2 separate regions of the Hordeum vulgare genome follow, and region 2 is linked to region 1. The links are chromatin contacts, called in public Hi-C maps. All regions are on one chromosome and are shown on one strand. Each heading gives the region's core, a stretch centred on a gene start, on an enhancer-like site or on the middle of the called end of the contact. The rest is flanking DNA. Distances are from core to core; before and after follow the strand shown.

Evidence for each region. A called contact is a pair of places that touch in the nucleus more often than the background predicts.
Region 2: a Hi-C map of seedling shows a contact between it and region 1, with 5 times the contacts expected there. The contact joins two enhancer-like sites. A contact is called at or near these places in 2 of 6 Hi-C or Micro-C datasets (leaf and seedling).

Annotation. Positions count from the first base shown.
Region 1 is chr6H:454,109,885-454,116,293 of MorexV3_pseudomolecules_assembly, reverse strand. LOC123405590 reads right to left here. Exons shown (of 2, transcript XM_045099226.1): 2 at 6,292-6,409. The coding sequence ends at 6,292. Among protein-coding and RNA genes, the nearest start is that of LOC123405590, 6.8 kb to the right of the region's middle. Within about 2 kb of position 1,338, at least 3 of the 3 cell types and tissues checked have open chromatin away from gene starts, as enhancers often do. A contact at or near this core is called in leaf and seedling, where this site is marked.
Region 2 is chr6H:454,264,294-454,270,493 of MorexV3_pseudomolecules_assembly, reverse strand. No RefSeq gene overlaps it. Among protein-coding and RNA genes, the nearest start is that of LOC123403830, 93 kb to the right of the region's middle. Within about 2 kb of position 1,508, at least 3 of the 3 cell types and tissues checked have open chromatin away from gene starts, as enhancers often do. A contact at or near this core is called in leaf and seedling, where this site is marked.

The DNA of each region.
Region 1 (6,409 bases), core at 89-2,588:
TTGGAGACGTATCGGCACACTCCGCCCCGTGTCGACATCGTCCATGGTGGACACCATGCCTGGTTGGTGTTCGGTCAATTTCCACTGAGCTTATTTTCGACCGACATGTCGTATTTTTAGAGTAAGAACGATGGCAGGGTACTCGGCCATGGAAGATGAGTTGTTGTGCGATGCGTGGTTGACTATATTCGTGGATTTCAAAGGCAGGACGAGATGGGAGGGGGGGGACCTTCTCACAGCAAATGCATGAAACATTTTACATACGAAAGCACTTTGCATCCTAGGACATGCACATCATCCATGATTGCAATGTTAGGTCGTTGTCGTATCAACTATATGCCATCCAGACCTCCGCCATCAATGCCATCCGCACCTCCATTATCAAGTTTTGTGGCATGATTGATATGTTGGAGGCAAGGTGGCCATTGCGCGCGGTAGAAGAGTAGTTTTGCTTCTTCTTGTTCATTTCGTTGGTTCATTCGTTGATTAATTCAATGTTGCTATGCACATTGTGTTGCCCGCATACGTTGTCATGATGTATCATATGATAGAGTAACATCCATTATGCAAATGCACTGTTGGATAAAATGAAAGCGATACTATGTGTGAGGCGACATGATCCGTTCTTGATAAGCTTGTTAAAAATCGGTTAATCTTATTGAATTTGAACTATTGTTGTACTACACTTATTTGCATTTTTTGTATGAATGATTTGCACTATTTTTTATCCAAAGTTTGATAAAATCTATGGTATTTGCGTGAATTTTGACCGCTTAGTTCAAACAGTTGTCGAAATGCATGCGATGGCTCTTTGTCATTAGTTTCTACGGAATTATCCCCTCTGTCAACGAACGACTAGAAGTATCATGTGGAGCTACCATGTATTAGTATCATGCAGATGATATTCGTAATACACAGTATCTAACTAGTTAATATACATGATACTATGTATGATATTGCATTACGACCAGTCTAATTACGAGCGACTAGGGACATCTGCCTATCAAAAGCACCGCCTGTTCGTGCCCGCGTCCGCGTGCATCCAGATCATGTCCCATGGTCACACGGTGCACATGCAAACACGCACGGCACGACACGATAGGAGCAGCTCGTGCGTCATTGTTCGTGGCTGCATGCGATGTGAGGAGCTTCTGCTAATCATGCATTCATGCTAGCTCAAAGCATCGTGGCTTGCTTAATTCCGACCGATGGAGTGGCTACGTGGTCCACGCATGCATCGACCGCATGCAGCACGGGGCGCAGCTGGCCCGGCCGCGGCCGCTGGCCGGAGCCGGCGACTCTCGGCGAGATAGGATCAACAACGGTGCGTGGGCTGGGCTGGGTTCCACCTTCACCGGCCGTGCCCCCCCGTGACATACGTAACAGTGCGGCGGGAGAAGCAGTTGGACCTTGACAGCTTTGTCGCAGTGTCACTTACGTCGGTCACACGTAACTGCATGCCCCTCTCGCTCATCATGCAGGTTGATGGCTTGTCAACAATCATCGGCGTCGTCTCATGCAGGTTTTTTGGTTTCAGGCTGAAGCGTTGGCATGTTGGTCAGGTAGGCGACCTTGGCCCAAACTTGGTTTGCCCATGGACAATCAAAAAACAGGTGCGCCGTAGTTTCAAGGTTTCTCTCGCATAGAGCACAGAGGTAGTTGTTCTTCCATCCACGACGGAGCAAAACGTCAGCCGTTAGTATCCTTCCTGCCGCTGCAGTCCGGATGAAAAAATGGCATTTGTCGGGTGTCCAAACTCTTTAAGTAAACAGTTTTATCCAGCAGTGAGCAGTGAGCAGTTGTGTCCAGATGAACCATGCTCTAAATGAGATTGTAGTTTTCCCTTGGAGTATGTATTGTATTGTATGCAATGTACTCCCTCCGTTCCTAAATATAAAAACTTTTTAGGGATTACAGTATGAACTACATACGGATTTATATAGACATATTTTAGAGTATGAGTTCACTTGTTTTGTTTCGTATGAGTTCACTTGTTTTGTTACAGTATGAGTTCACTTATATTTAGGAACGGAGGGAGTATTTGGAAGAGGTCAGCGAGTTTGCTGACACGGGCTGCGATGGTCACGCCTCCAAACCAAACAGTTTTATCCGGCAGTGAGCAGTGTGTGTATGCGTGCATGTTCAGGGATGCTATTTTCGACGCAGGAAAGGCACAGGCACAGCCGCCAACAGCTCCTCGTGCCCACGACGTCCGGTCTGCGGCCGCGGCTGCGCATTGGATTGGTGGGAGTGAGGGTGGACCACCGGGGCCAGCGCGCGTGAGCTCGACGTCGACGGAAGTGGGGCTTCGCGTTCGCCGTTTTATTTCACTGGGCCGAACACCGGTAGAATAGACGGCAGCAGCGGGAGCTCCTACCTATCGCATTCTGCGACAGGATGTTTTTCACGCGCACAGGGGGGCGCTCGACTGAGCCGGTCCAGATTTTTGTTGTCTCAAAAAATTCTAACGATTTTCCTTTTTGTTTCTTTTTTTTCCTTTTCTGCTTTTCTATTTCTTTTTTCTTATTGAATTTAAAGAAAGAACACATTTCAAATTTGAAGAACAAATTTCAAATGCTGTTGTTCTTTCCTTTTTCCTTTTCTTTTCGAACTTGAAGCATTTTTTATTTCGAAATTGAAGAAAATTTTCTGAAAATTCAGAACATTTTATTAATTTATGAGCAATGTTTGAAAATGATATTTTTCTAAATTTGGAACATTTTTCTAAATTTGGAACATTTTTTAAAATCAAGATCATTTTTCTGAATTTAGTGAAAATATTCAAACACCAACTTAGTTTAAAAATTGAATAAAATTTCAATATTCTAATTTTTCCTGAAAATACCGAAATTTTTTTGAAAAGACGGAATAATTTTTAAAGTACAGAACATTTTTCGAAAATCCCGAACATTTTTTGAACTTATGATTGTTTATGAAAAACGGCAACTATTTGAAATTTACAAATTTTTTTTGAAAAAAAGTCATTTTTCGAATTTAAATAACATTTTTTCATAATCAAGAACATTTTTTGAAAATCTAGAACATTTTCTGAATTTTAGAAAAAAGTATAAACACGACATTTTTTGAAATTTGGAACATTTTCTAAGATAAAGAACATTTGTCAAAAATTCGAAACAATTTTCGAACGTGAACATAATTTAAAAATTAAACAAAATTTTAATATTTCGGACATTTTCTTAAAATACCGAGCATTTTCTTAAAAACTGATAATTTTTTGAAAATCTCGATTTTTTTTAAAGTTATGAATGATTTTGAAAAATGAAAACTAATTGTAATTTAGAACATTTTTCTAAAAAAGATACCTTTTTAAATTTGAAGAACAATCTTTTATAATCCAAAACATTTTCTGACATAGAAACAGAAAAGAAAAAAAAGCAAAAAAAAATCATATCAGGAAACCTTCTAGAAGTTTCTCAAAAGCCAAAAAACTGGTTGAAAAGGTTTCTAAAACCAGCAAAACCTTCTGAAGTGGGCAGGTGCATGAGCGTGGTTGGTATCCCCTGTGGGAAGCCTGGGCAATTCGCCGCCGAAAGCGGCAAATACGATTTTCTGAAAGCAGTCGCCTGGGCTAAGGATGCGGAACATTTCATGGGGCGCAGCTATGGTTAGCAGTCCCGTCTCTGCGACCAGGTCTGCCTCGATAGTTCTAAAGCTGATAAGGCCTGTAAAACGCGGTGGAACGCCTCGCACAACCGCATAAAAATTTCGCGCGTAACAAAAATTATAGCACGTTATTGTAGCATTTTTAACGCGTTGTGACCAATATTATTTTTACAAACTTTTAAAAACGCGCGTTCAAAAAATCATGCAATGTAAATTATGAAACGGGCCGATGCCTTATATTTGTTACATGCGATATCGTTTTTTTTATTGCGTGCCTAATTTTTTTTAAGCCGTGCAGTATTTTACAACCTCTGCTAAAGCTGTTCGACGCCAAAAAAATGAATTTTAATGTGTGAAGCTTTTCTTGGACGTGTGTTAGAGATGCTTAAAAAAAGGCACGGACTTTGCTCTGATAAGTAGTTCATCCGCAACTCAGCAATCATCACAATTTCACAAGGCGCAGATCCCCATCGCTACAACCCTTCTCCCCAACCCGCTCGTCGTCATTACAGGTTTTAGTTAGTTTTCATGGTCGGTTTCAGCGCTGAAAATAGAGTATGCAATCTGTAGTATGTTGCACGATTCTACTGGTGGCCCTCCGATCCGTATTATGCTTTACGAGTCAGATTTAGTGTTGTTTGACGACTATTTGCATTGTTGCTCTCTGATCTTATAATCCTTAGTGTTTGATTTATCTATACTGTGGAATAGAGAGTTGCTTTTTGACGGACGGAGCCAGGATGAAAGCATGAAAGGGACAAGTTTACTCATAGAGGGACAAAGCATTCATGTTTTAGAAAATTTTGATTGAAGTAACTACTAGCATTGCATAGAATCAATTCATTGAGGGGGGTCTAGCCCCCCCCCCCCTCGTCCCTCCTTAGATCTGTCCTTGCTTTTTGGACCATATATTGGTGCAGTGTTCGATGTGATTGGAATTTTGCAGTTAAAAATCCTTGATGCGAAACCTGTCCTGAAACTTATTTGATCCCAATAATCCAGGAGATAGCATAGCGCTCGTCTTTTCTCAATCTCTTTGTATGTCACACATCCAAGTTTTAGTTGAGGGATCATAAGTCTGTTTGATGTTGCGATTTTCTAATGTGTTGATAAATCCAACAAAACATATATGTTGGTTATAGATACGCTTGAATACACAAGACGAATAACCTTGCCTTCTTGATATGGATTTCGACATGGGGAATTGTTTGTGTTAACTAAAATTTCTTAGTGTAGAAAAACGTAATTTGTAGTATTTCCTGGCTGTGTGTACAACTGCCTATGCATACATGAGTTCTTTGTAATTGTTTGTGTTCCAGCAACTTCAACCGGCCGAATCAAACGAACGGTCATTTTGTCCGTCTTTTGTTCATTTGGATCGGTTCAGCGGACACCAACTTTCGCCTCGGTGTTTGGGTCGCATGTGTCCAATGTTGGCTTGATCCATTTTTATCGATGTATGAAAAAAAAGCATTTCCGAAAATAATAAACATGCTTTAAATAAACATTAAAAGCCGACGGCCGGCGAGAATCCACGGGTCCCCATTACATTAATTAAACATAAAAAAAACCTAAACTAGGACGCAGTCCTAGGGTCGGGCCGCGAACCAGATCTCCCAATAGGGAGAGTCGGCTGCGTAGGCAGGGTTAAGCCGGTGCTCTGGCATCAGCACACGCCGACGGCGACTCATCTCCTCCGCGTGCAACCTCGCCGACCACGACACGGCCGACACTGGAATCCTCTCCAGATCCAGATGCCAGTGGTGCGGGAGGGTGACATCGGGGTACGGTAGCGGGACGCGGTGCTCCCAGTGGCACCGCGCTTGGTGCACCGGGACACTGACACGCTGGCGAGGCCGGCGGGGAGACGCCGGCGAGGAGATCACGCGGGGTAGAGGGGGGGGGGGGGCGATGGCTTGCCCTTGTTTTGGAAAGAGCCGGCCATGGCACGCGGTGCTAGGGTTTGGTCGTCGATGAGGTGGCGAGATGGAGAAGGGTGAGTTCTGGAAGCAAATGAGGCCAATCCCATCGTACCCTCGGATTAAAAAAGTTCGATCGCGGCCGCTGACGCGTGGGTCCGTGGAGGATGGCCGTCATAAATTATGTTGACCGCGGATGGTTGGGACGAACACCGAAAGGGCGCGCGCGTCCGCGACGACGCATTTCAGTTCCAAATTTGGGGCGAAAATGTGTCTGCTCAGTCACGAAACGGACGCGTTTTGACAATAGATCAGTACGTTGGGCCATTAGTTTTGTCCGCACGAATCCAAACGAACGATGGCGGACCAAATGGATCGTCCCCTTAAAGTTGTTATTGCGTGTCTCGTATGGATCTCGTATGCTGTGTGCTGATGTATCCAAATTCAAATGTAGTTCCGTTTGTTGACATAGTCATATTGTATGAATCAGATGCAGATCCTCGCCAGCAAGACTATTACTCTCGAGGTTGAGAGTTCGGATACCATTTACAATGTTAAAGCCAAAATTCAGGACAAGGAGGGCATCCCTCCGGACCAACAAAGGCTCATATTTGCTGGCAAGCAACTAGAGGATGGCCGGACATTGGCCGATTACAACATCCAAAAGGAGTCTACCCTCCACCTTGTTCTCTGCCTGAGTGGTGGAATGCAGATCTTTGCGAAAACTCTTACAGGGAAGACCATAACTCTAGAGGTTGAGAGTTCGGATACCATTGACAATGTCAAGGCAAAGATCCAGCACAAGGAGGGTATCCCACCAGACCAACAGAGGCTTATCTTTGCTGGGAAACAGCTGGAAGATGGCC
Region 2 (6,200 bases), core at 259-2,758, 150 kb before region 1:
CAGCTTCTCCCAGATCTTCTTTGACGAATTCTCATCCATCACATGATAAATAACCTGGTCCGACAGACACAACCGTATAGTTCCGGCTATCCTCAACTGTAACTCCTTCCAGTCCTCAGCCTTCATCTTAGCTGGCTTGGCTTCCTGCAACAATGCCTTCAAGCATCCCTCTTGTGCCAACAAATCTTTCACCCTTGTCTGCCATAACCCAAAGCTTCCAGTCCCGTCGAACTTCTTCACCTCAAACCTAGTACCCATTGGCGCCATGGTTCTTTGTATGGCTGACTGTGTGAAAAAATACCCGAGTTATCCCCGCGATGCCGAAGTACACGAGCAAAACCCACGTGGTCTCGCCTCTGTGCACTAGTAGAAATCCACCAAAAATAAATTGGCCTTCCGCGTGATCTACTCGTAAGCACAAATCTGGACGCTGGTATTAGCGGGCCCATGGTGATCGATGTGTGAGAGGGAGATTATTGGATTTCGTCCCACATCGGTTGTGGGAGGAGACATAACACGACTTATAAGGGTGAGGGCGTCTCCTCCTAACAGGGTAGTCTTTTGGGGGGAGAGGGCCCAAGGCCTGTCATAAGTCGGTGTTGCTCTCCGGTTGGACCTGTTGACGCATGTGGATCGAAAAGACTAGCCTGTTAGGAGGGGACACCCTCACCCTTATAAGTCGTGTTATGTCTCCTCCCACAACCGATGTGGGACTAAACCCAACAATCTTTCCCTCACACATCGGTCATCCCTGGGCCCGCTAACACCAGCGTTCCAGCCCACCTACCATGACCGACGACCCGTGACTCCACCGAGATTCATTCCGGGCACCTGGGCTCTGATACCACTTGTTAGAATAAATCCGAGGTACGCGGTCGATCCACTGAGGAACAAGCAATCACAACACGATGACGACACCGAGATTTGTTAACGAGGTTCGGCGAACTCACCTACTCCCCGGGGCAATGACTACGGGCGCTCCTCCTCGAGATACCGCAACACCGACCACCCGGGCGCCGGCACAAGCCGCCGGCTTCCCCTTGCGAGCCTGTCGCTATCTAGTCGTCATAGGTTACAACGTGGGGTGCCTCCTCATATATAAGAGGCCAAGGGTACGACGTGTCCGACTACGACACTACATGTATCCTACCCACACTACAACACAAAGTTCATATGTAACCCAACTCGTACATCAATATTCGACACAACTCTAACAATATTTCCTCCCCTTATGATACGAAAGTATTCCAAAGAAATACAGCAAGTTGGGTCGAATGACATTTTGACACACCTTCCTGCTTGTTCTCTGCTACTAGTACTGATTGGCAAGAGGCCCCAGAATAGAGCTCCCAGACTATATACTCCTACCTGCTCCGGGACAAGTTAGTTGAGAGGTTGCTTGATCTTGCCAAAGTGCCATCATTTTCACTGTCCTTGGTGTTGATCGTCTCTTCTCCGGCCCCGTCCGTGTCGTGGTGACAGCGATCGTCGCCATTGGCCTGCGCGCCCACGTAGCCATCGGTCAATCGTGCGATCGATGCGGTATCCCCATCGCCGATTATTCTCCCATGCAGCATGCGTCGCCTAACTGACCTAGCAGCTAAGCCGAGAGAGTTCGATTTTGAGGCTAGCTAGGGTGGGCCAAGACGTTCGATTTTGCGGCCCGGCACGACGTGCCTGCTTTCCAAGCTAAACGCCGGCATGCTGACTGCTGACTGCTGACTGAGCTCCTCGTCACTTTGCGTGACCGCAACGTGAAGGAGATAATCTTTGTTATAGCAAGAGGATCAGGTGAACAATCATGCAAAAGTTGCCGTCACCCAATCAGTGCAAGTGCAACAACAGCTAGCTTTGGGAGCGTGGTCTGGGTGTATCGGCTTTGGCCAATCCGAACTAGACGAGCTTCTTGCGACGTCCACATCCGATTCGGATATCATCCCTGATCTCATCTCCGTTGGCTGACGGATCCGACTGACGCCGGCGAATAAACCCTTTCACGCACGCAATCATACGCAATGAACGCAACGCGGCGCGTCACCACAAGCAGAACGAAGAACAAGGAGTCGTCAAGAACACATCCTAGCTCACGGCTACCGGCTGCGGATTGATTTTGGCACGGTACAGAGGGCTGTAGCGTGTGGCATCAGGGAGATGAGATGAGGTAACACAAGTCTGGCCTAACACTCTGCCTGCTCCACCCCCTTCTCTCCAATCCAAGCGCATTCCAAGGACAGGGACAAGGAAACACGATGAGACCTGACGAAAGGAACAAAGGGTGCAACGATTCCAGTCTATCTATTGCACTCCCTGTAATAGGCCCTGGCTTTTTCCACTTCGAGAGGCCTCGAGATCACCACGAGAAAAGTTTGCGTGTTACATGCATGTATGCCTGGTCTCGCTTGGTGCCATCCCGAATCCGCCAGTGAACGAGCAGGTGCGGAGGCCCCCCGGCTGAAGAGTGACGAGCCACTACGCTGCGAGTTCCACGATCACGATTTGGTTGGTACTGCCCTTGCGGAATGCGGAGAACCAAAAACAAGAAGGAGAAAGGATGGGAGATGGGAGAGAAAGCTCATCGGCCGAAAGGAACGCCTCATGCATGGCGACTTGTGGCCACCAGCGGTGCCAACGATTCGCTGTGCGGCGCGTGTGCGCCCAAGCATGAATGTACTAGCAGTAGCAGCCCACCAGTTCTTGAGTGTATATATGCTGTATGCATGAGCATCTGCGGCTGTCGTGTGTTAAAAGAAAAATGAGTTCTTGTGACTTGTGAGGTTTTGTGAGATGCTTGGTGGTTCGATCGAGACGCATCTGCTTTGTTGTTCAGGAAAAATCACCATGTTAACAAGATCCGCAATTTTGAGAACTGTTCACGATTTCAAAATATACTAAGGGGTTTAAAAATATCTTCGGAAATTAAAAAAATATTCATATTTTTTTTAATTGTTCAGGAATTTGAAAAGTGTTTGCGAAATGAATAATGAAATGGAAAAAAAGAAAAGGTTAAAAAGAAAGGAAAAATAAAAAGAGAAGAAAGTTAAAATGGGTCACATATTATTGCAGTCTAGTTATGGACATGCAATTGTCTATCTAGGATGAACTTGTAACCGGGACAAAAATGGATCGTGCATACTTGATTGCAGAGGATGAACTTTCAATTAAGACAAAAATGGACCAGGCCCAGTTGCACGTCGAGGATGAAGTTGTAACTATGACAAAATTTGTCGGGACACAGTTCCGCATCAAGAGTGGGCTTGCAAGAGAGACAAAAAAAGACGAAACCCTCAATTGCATGCCGAGGTGCAGTTCAGCTTGAAACTAGGAAAAAATCTGGGAGAAAAAACAGACTGGGCGACCCCACACAGGACTTGCGTGCGGTGGGGATTCCGCGCTAAGTCTGTATACGGCAACATATGCGTCAAATAGGACCCGTCTAAATCTGCTACTCAGCTTTGTGTTCTTCTAAAACTTCAGATTTCCCTTTCGGCAAATATGTTGGGCTAGAAGAACGCTTTGGGCATCACCTTGTTAAAGGTTTTTGGGTGAGTTGTGTTGTGAACAGGCAAGGGAGCTCCTACTCGACGCCTTCTGCACCGGTTAGAGGACTGCAGTGGCGAAGCCACGTTGAGAGGAGTGTGGTCAAATGACCACACATGTTTTTAGCAAATCCTTTGTGCACAAGTAGAAATCATGTATTTTTTTTATAAATTCAGTAAAAACACATGTATTTGACATCACAGATTTGAAATGACATCACAGACTTCTGATACTGGCACCACCACTGAAGGACTGGCGCCCGCAGCAGTGGCTGAATGGGCCGACCAACGATCACGCAACGCGAAAAATGACCGACAGACCCACGATCGATCTCGCGCCCTCACACTTGCACACGGAGAGGCTAGCCACTGGAATGTTAACTGCTAGTGAATATTTACAGCGCGAATGTTCTAAAGAATAGAAACATAGCCGCACTATTTATTGCACATTACACTGTAGAATTTATATTTTATGCTCTCCAATTATTTGGAAACAAGTTCACATATTACAGATGAAGTTGAAGAGCATGCAAAAAAAGTTCGCATATTCAAAAATTAGTTCACCAAATCAAAAAAGTTCATGTATTGAAAAAAAATATGAAATTAAAAGACATTCATCAATTTTCAAAAAAGTTCATTGATTTGAGCAATGTTCATCTACATTGAAAACAGTTCATCAGTTTTCAAAAAAAATACATCAATTTTGAAAGATGTTCGTCGATTTTGAAAAGAAGTTCATCGTTTTTGAAAAAAGTTCATCGTTTTCTTAAATATCAATTTTGACAAAAAAATCATCGATTTTGAGAAAAAAGTTCATCGATTTTACGAAAAAGTTCAAACTTCCATGGTTATGGAATCTGCATGGATTTCTTTTTTCCATTTCCTTCGAAGAGAAATACTTGCAGTAAATTTGCATTTATTAGGACAAACTTCCATGCCACTTGCTAGAATTGGAATAGCTCTTGTGTCTCGAACGCGAACACTTGTTTGTTTCGGGGCATGGCTATGTGCCGCACACAGCCACTCCTATGCTAGTGTCATCTGTAGGGAGCCATTACCGGGCAGGTCGAGTAACCACGCGGCCTTGTCATGTGTGTCACACTAATGTCACATGTTATTCATTCTTCTTCTTTTTCCAAAAAAAGATACTAATACATATATTATGAAAAATATAGTTAAGCTTTTTTAAAGTACCCATCGCACATTAAAAGTGTAAATATATTGTAAAAATAATATTTCCTCAACCTCTAGAAAAATGTTTATACCATCAAAAAATGTATGTGACATTAAAACAATGTTCACATGTTTTAAAAATGTGCATTACATTTATAAAAAATGGTATATATACTATAGAACAATATTTGATAACTCAAAAAAAGTTCCGTACCATTTTAAAAAATGAAGGTTACACCTGAAAGTTCCTTACCATACAAAGTATTTGTGATATTTTTATAAAATATTACCCAATATATAAAAATGTTTACATAGTTTAAAAGTATTTTTTGTACTATGATGCAAATAAATCAATGTCTATTCAAGAATATGTTAAATGTATTAAGAAAATGTAAAATGTATATGAGAAAATGTTTTGAATGTATACATAAAGTGTACAGCATGTACAGGAAAAAAAGTAGGCACGAAAATATATATTTGTGGAAAATGGTAATTATGTACTTAAATAACATTAAATTTCTATATGAAATGTTCATGTATACAAAAAATATACGATGTCTATGACAAAATAGATATATGTTCAACAGAAGAAGAAAAACTAGGAAAAAAACCAAAGAAAACTAGTGAAAACCCAAAATAAAACTTACACTTGGCTACTGTGTTGGGCCAACCCGATAGCTTCCCGTTGTAGGCGATTCCTAAAATGAATAGGTACGCGTGACACATAGTCGTGGAGATTGTTTCCATTACCCTACACATTTTCATGCAATGTCGGACAAATTAGGGCTTGTTTGGTTAGGTCTTAATCCACATGAACTAGTCAGGATCATGTGGTGATCCTCGTGGATCGTCCGGAACTATCACTCGTGAGTTGTGTTATGACGGTTTGGTCCGGACCATGACGAGGATATACCAGCCGAGACCACATTGTTCTATGAAGCCAAAAAACTAATGAGCAAAATATATGATTGAGATTTCACACATGTTTGTGTTTGGATTAATCACGTACTCCATGGTATCTATCTAACCAAATATCTATAGTTTGTTATCCAACTACATCAATAATTAATTCTCGAGTCAAAGCAGCTATATCTAGCATGCACCTTAATGCATTAAGTGAAAGAATAATATTGCAATAAGTATGATGCTATGAAGTAGACGCTTATTGTCTTCATCCTGCCTTCAAAGGACAACTATGCAACCGTCGTTTTATCCCTATTGGAAACAACACAAGACCCCATCGTTTTATCCCTATTGGAAACAACACAAGACCCGTATTTTTCATTTTTTGTCACTATGCTAGATTACTTGCAAAGTTAAGCCCAGCTATCATATAAAACTCCCTCTTGGAGATAAAAACTCAAACTTGGCCAAAGAAAGAACAATAGATCGGAGAGCATATAGGAATAGGCATTACGCAACAAAGAAACTAAATAGATCTCAAAAAGATTCATTGATAAATCTTATCACAAGTGGCATTCATCATATCAC